Regions from separate parts of the Gossypium arboreum genome. Here region 1 is linked to region 2. A link is a contact called in public Hi-C data. All regions are on one chromosome and are shown on one strand. Each heading gives the region's core, a stretch centred on a gene start, on an enhancer-like site or on the middle of the called end of the contact. The rest is flanking DNA. Distances are from core to core; before and after follow the strand shown. Region 1 holds the start of LOC108478277 (dof zinc finger protein DOF4.6). Region 2 holds the start of LOC108476945.

The links. A called contact is a pair of places that touch in the nucleus more often than the background predicts.
Region 1: a Hi-C map of leaf shows a contact between it and region 2, with 3 times the contacts expected there. The contact joins the promoter of LOC108478277 here to the promoter of LOC108476945 in region 2. A contact is called at or near these places in 2 of 5 Hi-C or Micro-C datasets (both in leaf).

The regions. Positions count from the first base shown.
Region 1 is chr1:30,323,188-30,328,171 of ASM2569848v2, reverse strand. LOC108478277 (dof zinc finger protein DOF4.6) reads right to left here and starts at 1,470. Exons shown (of 2, transcript XM_017780716.2): 1 at 1,244-1,470; 2 at 1-805. The coding sequence starts at 1,270. The coding sequence ends at 77.
Region 2 is chr1:29,896,900-29,901,750 of ASM2569848v2, reverse strand. It overlaps LOC108476945, which reads left to right and starts at 2,971. Exons shown (of 8, transcript XM_017779325.2): 1 at 2,971-3,478; 2 at 3,780-4,851. The coding sequence starts at 3,820.

The DNA of each region.
Region 1 (4,984 bases), core at 221-2,720, 430 kb before region 2:
AAAAAAGGTTACAAAGAAAAGCCAAGAAAAGGCAAAAAAAAAAAAAGGGACCCATTTTTACTTTTGATCTTGTAGTTTACCATGATCCTCCACCTAACATTCCGGTCCAGTATCCAGCTGAATCTCCTTGTTCTTTATTTTGGTCAGTATCAGTTGTGTTTGGGATTTGTTTCAGATCTTCAAATGGAAACAAAAGCCTCCCTGTTGTTGTTTCTTGAATCCCTTGAAGACTCCCATAATGACCACTCCCAAGCCCATCCAAGGAGAAATTTAAGATTGGCTTGAAATCTTGCATGGGAATTAACCCAGATGTATATACTGTGTTTGGATCTGGAACTGGCATGGGAATGAAAGAACTGAAAGAATTAGGGATTTGGTTCTTGTTGTTATCTAAGCTGTTGGGGATTTGAACCAATTCAGGAACATTACCACTTGTGTAACCTTGAGTGGTAGTTTTGAAAGCTACGTTGAGATCTTGGGGTTGATGGATCTTAGGGTTTTTTGATGAAGATGATAATGAAGGTGATGAAGAAGATGATGATGGTCTTTTGTTCTTTCTAGAACCACCTCCGACAGGGATGTTTCTAAGGGAACCGCCTTCAGTCCAGTACCTCCGACAAGTCTTGCAAAAGTACCTAGGTTGAGTTAGACTGTAGTTGTTGTAATAGCAGAACTTGGTGTTGGTTGAATTGCACCTGGGACAGTTCAAAGCTTGTTCCTTTTGTGGTCTTGTTCTCCTCTCTAAACTTGCAGGTTTTGGACATGTATTTGTCACTATCTCTTCTATTGGTTTCACCACAATCTCCTACATAAATCCCCCCCCAAAAAAGAGAAGAAAAGCAATAAATTCAAGATCAAAAAGCTGATGAACATTAAAAGGAAGATAGCAAACAAACTACAACAAGCCAAATATAAAAGTGAAAAAGCAGAAAAAAAAGTTAAAAAAGAAAAAAAAAAAAAGGAAAGAGAAAGGTAAAGTGCAAAATGGTTTGAAGATAAACTGATAAAAACTAAATCCAATTGAGTGGGGACTTCAAGTCTTTCAACTATATCCATGAACACACACACACACTCCATGATCATCTTTTTTCTTTTTGACAATATGAACAAACACCATCATCTTTTACAAAGTAAAGTAACCCAATAAAACCATATACAATTGACTCCAAATTATTCTTCTTTTGAAAAAGCTAAAAAGGGGGAGAGAAAAAACAAGAACATATCCAGGTGAAGATTTCTCTACCTGTGGCCATTGAGCTGCAGTATCCATGGTTATGAAACTGGTGATCAAAGAGAAGGGAAACCAGCAAACTTCTTTTTTTTTTTTGCTCTAAAAACTGGTTTAAAAGGCAGGAGAAAATGAAATGTTTGCTGGTTTTCGTTGTATATCAGCTTACTTTATGGATGGGGGGTGTTTTGTCTAATAAATTATTAAGTACACATATTACATGTGTATTTTATTCTATATATACAAGTACTAAATGGGAATATTTTGTTTATGCAAATGTAACATTTTTTAAGAGAAAAAACTATACACTTTAAAATACATTGATTGATAATTCTTCATCATCTTATTATTATTTTTAATTTGTAAAATTTCATTATAAAATAATTATGTATCTCTTTATGTGAAATGTTTTGGTGTTTTCTAGTTGTATACTTATGTTATAATGGCCTTCCTTCTTCTGGATAAAATGATGGATTATTTCAAGTTGTTTTTATAAGCTTATAATATAGATTATTATATGTTATATTAACAAATGAGTTAAAATTTGTTATATGTAGTTGATTGAGTTTTAGCTTAGTTAACATTGATATTGCTGCTAATGCAAGAGGGCGGATTTAAGTATACTTAAAGGAATTTTACTCGCTTATTTAAGAATTAAGTGCTTCTAGGTATTGACGTGGTGGTTGCTTACTTTAATTTTCATTAAAAAAATCATATATTTCATATATTTTTTAAAATATTAATTAAGAAAGTATTACCCATCAAATTAAAAACTTTAGCTTCATGTAGGAAATATAATATTAAAATTGCATCATTAAAAGCTTATTTATATTGTTCATTGACTTAAGTTTGACAAATTTAAGTAGATAGCAATTAAGGAGAGGAGAAACAAAGCATCAAAAACATGAATTAAATAGGAGTAAAAGCTTTAAAAATCCCACAAATCATTCATACCCTTTTTATTTCACATATTTAATAATAAAATTGAAGGAAAAGAAAAGGGTATCAGATGAAAAACACATTTTGGGGTCCCAACACTTTTAAATGCAGATGGTGAAATGAATTGGTCCATAGAACATGCAATGGAATGACACCACTTATAGGTTCGCATAGATTATAAGTACCACACGCAAAGTAATTTAATTACACATATGAGCCTACCTTAGCTAGCTAGCATGCACGTAAAGTGCCTTACTATAAATATTTCCTTACATTTTAATTTTTTTTTTAGAATTTTTTGAATAATTACACGTAAAAGGAATCTATATTTATTTTCTAATAAAAATATTTTTATTAAATTAAACATTGATATGAAAGGAAAAAAAATTATACATATATGACATTTCCGTTTTGCTTTGGTATGAATATCGATGGATTGGTCAGAGCTTTATTTTTATTTATTTGGCTTTATCGTACGGAAACACTTTTTGACCTTTATCCAACTGTCTGATCGAAGAAATTAATGAAACCAAATCTACTGTTCCATAATAATATTGATTATTAATGAGTAAAAAAAATGTGTTTCAAAACATTGTCTTAAGTCTTAACCCTTCACATGCACATCATTTAAAGATTAGGGTTTTGCTAAAGCTCAAGTCATTCAATATTATCCCAAAATTGAAAAGTTTATTCATTTATTTTAACTTGTCAAATTTTGATTCTAATACATTACAAAAACTAAGAAATTAGTCCAATTACATAATATGGTTGATTTCAAAATCAATAAATTAGTAAATTAAATGTAAAGAATTAGTAAAATCAAGTATTTAACGAGAAAATCAGCTATTTAAATTCATGTATTTTCATAAATTGGACTAATACACATTATGTAAAGTAAAGGGATGAAATTTCTAATTAAACCAAGCAAAATTCTATTACGAGAAAGAACAGGTCACATATTTAAGTTATATGATTCGACGGTTGTGATTGGCTCAATTACTTTTGGTGTTGAATTTGATTGATTAAACGGGACCTCAGCCTTCAATGGTGGGGCCACGTGGTTATCTTTTAGAACAAAACACCGGTGATATTATAGTTATCACCGTACGCAAATATATCCGCTTGCGGTGCTTAGAGCTACTATAATACATTTACGTGCACACGTGGTTAACATCCGCAGGGCTTTTCCATATCAATGTTAACATTCCTCAAGTAAAAGGGCAAAAAAAAAAAAAAAAAAACGTAATTAATGAGAGAGGTTCGTTCAGCAAACTAGTAGGTTCTTTGATCATCTTTGCATGAGTAAAAAGTATAATATTAGTCTTAGATTTTTTTAGTTATAAAATATTCAATTTAAGTATTCCCAACTTTTAAAATTTTATTGGGACATTTTTTTAATATTGAATTATTGATTTCACTTCTACTTATTATAATAGTCGTCAAAATTGTATTGGTATTAGTACTTATCAAAATGTGTCGTTCTCATCTTAAGTATGTATCAAATAAATTAAATTTTACTTCAATTAAAAATTTGATATATTTCAATCCTGTCGATGTATTTTTGTTCGTTCAATCAATATGAACTTGTACTAATTTGTATTGACTTAGTACAAAATTATTAAAGTACTTATATTTTTAAGGTACTTATATAATATATTTATGCATGTATAATTGAGGTCATAAGATCTTAAGGGTCAAGATTTGAATTCCACCATGAGTAAATGTGATGTGTGAGTTCTTCCCCAAATGTGGGTTTTGTTTAGATTTTTTCTTATCTAGGTCTAATTATATATCTGATTTTTAGACTGTTGTGCTTTGTATTGACTTTAATCTAACTCTAATTTATTGGACATGTGTCATTTATGTCTTGTGTTGTATATATACTTGTAAATTCTTTTAAAAAAATAAAACTTGACTACATATATATGATTTTTTAAAATACCAATAAATATAAAATAATATACCAAAACACATAGATACAAAGAAGATATATGGAGTGTAAGCTTATGCATATATAATCGCGATGGTGGGAATAAGTGAGAAATGTGTTTTCTCTGGCAATGGAAGCTACTAAGTGAAAATAGTAACTAAGACTTTGTTTGAGAGGAATGATTAAATTGGATGACTTAATCTATTTTTTCCCGTAAGTGCATAAATTAATTAACAATTTCTTTTTATATATAACCATATAAAACCGAAAGAGGTTGATTGCATTTAATACAATCGACTGTTTTGCTTAGATTTATGATTAACAGTAGCAGCAATAATAACTAATTATAAATAATAATAATATTATTATGACTACTCTTTAATCATCATGCTAATATTTTGAAATTTATTTATGTATGTATTATATATGAATTATATTATTGTACCAAAAAATTTATATATGAATTATATCTACTAGTTGTGTCATTTACATTCAATAATCAGATACATACATAGCATTTTTAATAATGAAAGATGTAAATTTAAATACTGAAAATAAATTGTTAAGAGGAATAACTATAAACATTAAACATGAAAATAGTCATGTAAAATACTACAGATGATAGGAAGATATTCTTCACTAGTTCGTGTACGTCCATGGAGCCTTGGATTGACGATGCCTTGGAAACTATAACTTTCAAAAGTAATTTTTTTTTGTTGTTGAGTGAATGGTGAAAATGAAAGTTGAAGGACTTCAAGGTTAAATGTAAGATCCTTTTGAAGTTCTCGACTGCCATAGTCACTTTTTCTTTTGTTCAAATGTCATTAAAGAGCTCACCCACCTTAAACAACAAAAGGGTTTGGTTAGTTAATCTCTAACGGTATTGA
Region 2 (4,851 bases), core at 1,722-4,221:
AATTGTACTTTAAAGGAAACAAAAATTTAAAGCTTCTTTGATTAGTGTTTTTTTGTTTTTTATGCTTTTTGTTACGATGAAAGAGTAAACACCAACTAAGCTTTTGGTTGTATTTTAGTCGCTCACTAAGGTTTTTATTTTACTTTCTTCATCAACTATTAATTTTCTCCATTTAATTATTTAACTTTTTAAATTAAATTTTTATTTAGGATAATTTAGCTACAATTTTATCTTAATCTACGACATTAAATGTATATTTATTTGAAGATTCTAGTAAACTCTAATTTTAATTAATTTTAGAAATTTATATTTGTTTTAAACTTTAGCATTGAGAGGTCTATAAACACTTTGACTTTGCCAAACATTGTAAAAGATTTTATAAACTTAACCATTTCTTTTCAAGAATGAGAGGTTCACTTCTTCTTTTTTCGTATTATCCATGTTTTTAAATAGAACCGTCCAATTTATTGTTAGCTACAAGTTGATTAGAGATGGCATATGATAATTTATTTTATTTACTTCTATATATATATAAACATGTTCTCTTCCCGATTTGTTGATATTAATGATTTACAAATATTTTCGAATTTTGAGTTCCACGTCTACGTCCATACAAAAAACATCAAGTAATCAAGAAAAAATATTTTTATTTACTGAGTTCCAAAATTACATGACAAAGTCACTAAAAGCACAAATCCTGATATATTAACCATGCTTTAAATACGGTTGCATGGCCAAATTGCTGGAAATTGTAATTGTGAATCCATAAATTCATCACTATTCATAAGCACTTATTAAAAAGTGATGATTTATCCAAATGATACATTTGTTTTCCGTGAGATATGTTTTTTTAAGAAGTATGTCTAATAGAAATCAAATGTAAACGGTTATGGCTTTTTAATAGTGTCTATTGAGAGTATTATTACAATCAATCCAATTTCACATATTAGAGTAAGAGTTAATTAATTTCTCGATTTTATTAATAAAAGGAAATTAAAAAACTTTGTTGTATTTCAAGAAAATCTTTATCTTAACCCTCTAACAATTTTGGAATTGAGACAAATAGTTCTATTTAAAAAGCGTCATTTGCGCCTTAAAATTTACTGTTTAATTTTATATAGTCTCTGGAACTATAGTTTCCACTCAATTTATCCAACACAAACAAACATTACAAATCTAATCATTGAGTTTTGTTATTAGCCTTCATTCTAACAATAAATTGCTTGATGATTGCAAGAATTTGTTGAAAGAGATCTAGAATAAACAGATACTTCATGTGTACCATCAAAGGGACTGTAGTGAATGAAAGGAGCTACGACTCCACTTTTGCTCTTACTGAACTTGATTGTTACTGTCTCCTGAATATTCACGTTTATGATCTTATACAAGCATTTATAGCATCAATTTATGGTGAATAAATGTGTTAGTAAAACCATAATGAAATTTATTTGAATTTTAGCCTATGGATGATGAAATGGCATTTATGGTAAAAAATTCTTGTCAATTAGCGTTCTTTTTCCTCTATAATGGTTTTATTTATTTATGAAAACGCGCTTAGGGCAATGAGAAAGACTTAACAATGCAATACAATTTTACCCCTTTTTTTTTTTCCCAACTTTTGACTTTTTAATTTTGTTTAAATAAAGAGTAAACTACAAAATTAATCTCCTAACTATGCCTTCGATTCCATTTTGGTCACTAAAGTATTAACTTTTTTATTCAATCATTGAACTTTTCTAAATGAAAATATTTTAATCATTCTCTCGTTAGTTGTTGTTAGATGAGTAACGGAAAGCTAATGTGGATTTTTATTGGTATAATAATAAATTTTACCCTTAATGTTAAAAAATTTTCATTTTAATTGTAACTCTAAAAAAAAATCAATAAACTTAACATTCAACATTTATAAAATTTATCAATTTAGTTATAATTCTAAAATTTCAAAAAAGTTAAAATATTAAAATGTTCATTTTTTGGATAAAATTTATAAAAGTAATTAAAAACCTAATAAGTATAAATAAATTAGAAATAGAAAAATACAACAAAAGAGAAATATAACAAATTATTCAAAAAGAAATCAACACGAAATGAATTTATGGATATTAGTGAGAGATGAAGTTGGACAATTCCATGAGACATGGAATTCACAAAATTATATTCTTTAGTTTAGTTCAGCTTGACTTTAGTCGTTTGAGCGACGTGCTTGGACTACCTAAGATTGAAAGTTATTGATAGCATGTCCAAGTCAAAAAAAGCAGGGGGAAAAAACCTTTTCTAAGTTTTTCATTTCGTGAAAGATTTCACTTTGTGTTGTTTTTTCCGCCCAAACATTAGGTCTTTGTATATTTTTAAAATAAAAAAAATAAAAAAAAATGTTTTGTAATGATTAAAAAGTGCTATTTTTTAGAGTAATTTAATTAAATAATATGATATTAATAAAAAACATCACACTTAGATAGTTGGATTTAAGCCGGCTACTTTTTTACCATATTCATGAAGGTGACAGTTTAAAATGAGCATGATACAAATGGTGTTTAATACTCTTCTTGTTCGGTGGATTATGGAGTTACGTTAAAGAATATAAGAAATGAATTTTAAAATATTTTTCTTGTTTAAAATAATTAAAATTAGAACTAAATTGAAAAATTAAAAATATTGAGGTTAAATTTAGTGATTTTTAGAATTTAGACTAAAATGATAAATTTTATAAACACGAATGATTAAATTTATTAAATTTTTAGATTTATAAGTAAATTAATAAAATGTGTAAATATTAAAATATCCAAACTAGCTTTATTCTATTCACTTAACTGAAATTAATAGTTGGGTGACTAAATCGAAAAATTAAGTGAGTAAATAGTTGAATTTGGGTGAGTATGGTTGTAGTTTACCCCTTAAAAAAAAGAAAAAAGTCGTTAGCTACTGTGTGAAGGCCGGGACGAAAGTGCAAGTCACACGGTTATAATATTCGTCTCTTTTTCAAAATTTTGGATTTTGTTGAACGCTCTTTTTCAATTTTCATTTTGGCTAGTTTTAGGAATAAAATATGATTCAAGTCGTGAAACTTAACTGCTGTCTTAAAAGAGATGGCGATTAGAAAGAACTCAACACACACTACTAATATTATTTTAACTTTGGTAAGAGAAAGAAAATCACCAAAGCCAAAAAAGCAAAAAACAGACCAACGGACTAACCAAAGCAATTGACTTCAAAGAGAGAGAAATAAAGCAGACCCAGACAGAACAGATACAGAAACAAATAAACCACCACCTATCAACCCCCCTTTAGGAATTTGGATCTTCTCCTCCTTTGTGTTTACGCCATTCTCAACACTTGTTTTTGCTTTCATTTATTATTATTTTATTATTTTGGCTGTATTTGTTGTGAGAGAAAGAAAGAAGGGGGAAGAGGGTGTTTGTTCAACTGAGGAAATCTGTGGAATTCTGGGGTTTTGACCAATTATTTCGTGGTGACCCTGGTGAGTATATCTCTTCTTTTTTCTGGGTTTCTATTTCTTTTGTTTTATCGATTTGGGTCTTCTTCTTCTTCTTCTTTTTTTCTTTTTTTTTTTTTGTTTCTTTAAAGCCCTCTCATCTTTGTCTTTTGGTGTTTGAGAATTTCCTGCAAATACATGTCCTTTTTATGTTTCTTCTTACACGTTTGTCGCTGGTTTTATCATTTATGTTGTTCTTGAAATAATATAAGGGAAAATATGAAATTAAAAAACAAAAGAATTCTTAGATTGAGGGCGAAAACTTAGTAGTGACTTGATGTTTCAGGATTTTCATGGATTGAGAGAAGAGAAAACAAGGGTATATAATGGGGAGTTATTTAGAAGAAGAAGATGATAAATTCTTTGATAGCAGGGAGGAGATTTCTTCTGCATCTGAGGAATGTGGTCCTAGTCCTGATTTAGGCTTAGTTAATGATTTTTTGGATAGTTTTGATCATTTCGAGTTCTGGTCTGCGTTCCCACAAAGTGTTGATAAGCGTCGGCATAACTTTAGAAGATGGATGGATCTAAGTTTCGATGGGAATTCGATTACCGGGGAGGTTCCTGGTAGTTCCGACAGGGATGAACTTGAATTGGGAATTTCTAGAATCTCACTAGATAGTGGAGCTGTGTTGAGGACTTCAGGTCTTGAACATGGGGTTTCATCCAACCAGTCCTTGGTGTCTTCTCGGTTCGATGATGCTCAACAACCTGAGGATCATTTTGCATGTCAAGCCGATAATTTGGATGGTCAAGTGGAATCAGTAACAGTTGAACAGTGTCAGAATGGAATAAAAAGCTGTTTACAAAGTTCAAGTTCAAGTAGATCTGTTTGTTCCCAAGTGTCTGAGCGAACTACTATGTTGTCTCCTTTGGTTGAGCGGCACTTGGATGGGGAGGTCAAGGGAAGACCTGCAATAGATGTGAAAAGGAAAGTGAAAAGGAGTTGGTTAAGAAAATTAGGTGCCATGGCTCATATTGTTGATAGACATGTTGATGTTTCATCGATGCCTGGTAATCATGATTCGGTGCCCGGGGAAAGGATGAAAAGGGTAAGACCTCATCCATCTAGCAAGCATTCCAAGGAGTTGTCTTCCCTCTATTGTGGGCAAGAATTTGTAGCACATGAAGGGTCCATCTTGACGATGAAGTTCAGTCTGGATGGCGAATTCCTAGCAACTGCAGGTGAAGATTGTATTGTGCGTGTATGGAAGATTGTTGAGGATGACAGTTTAGACAAATTTGATATCCAAGATCTTGATCCATCATGTCTTTACTTCAGAATGAATCATCTCTCACAGCTGATTCCTCTTAATGTCGATAAACAAAATATAGATAAAATAAAGAGGTTAAGGAGA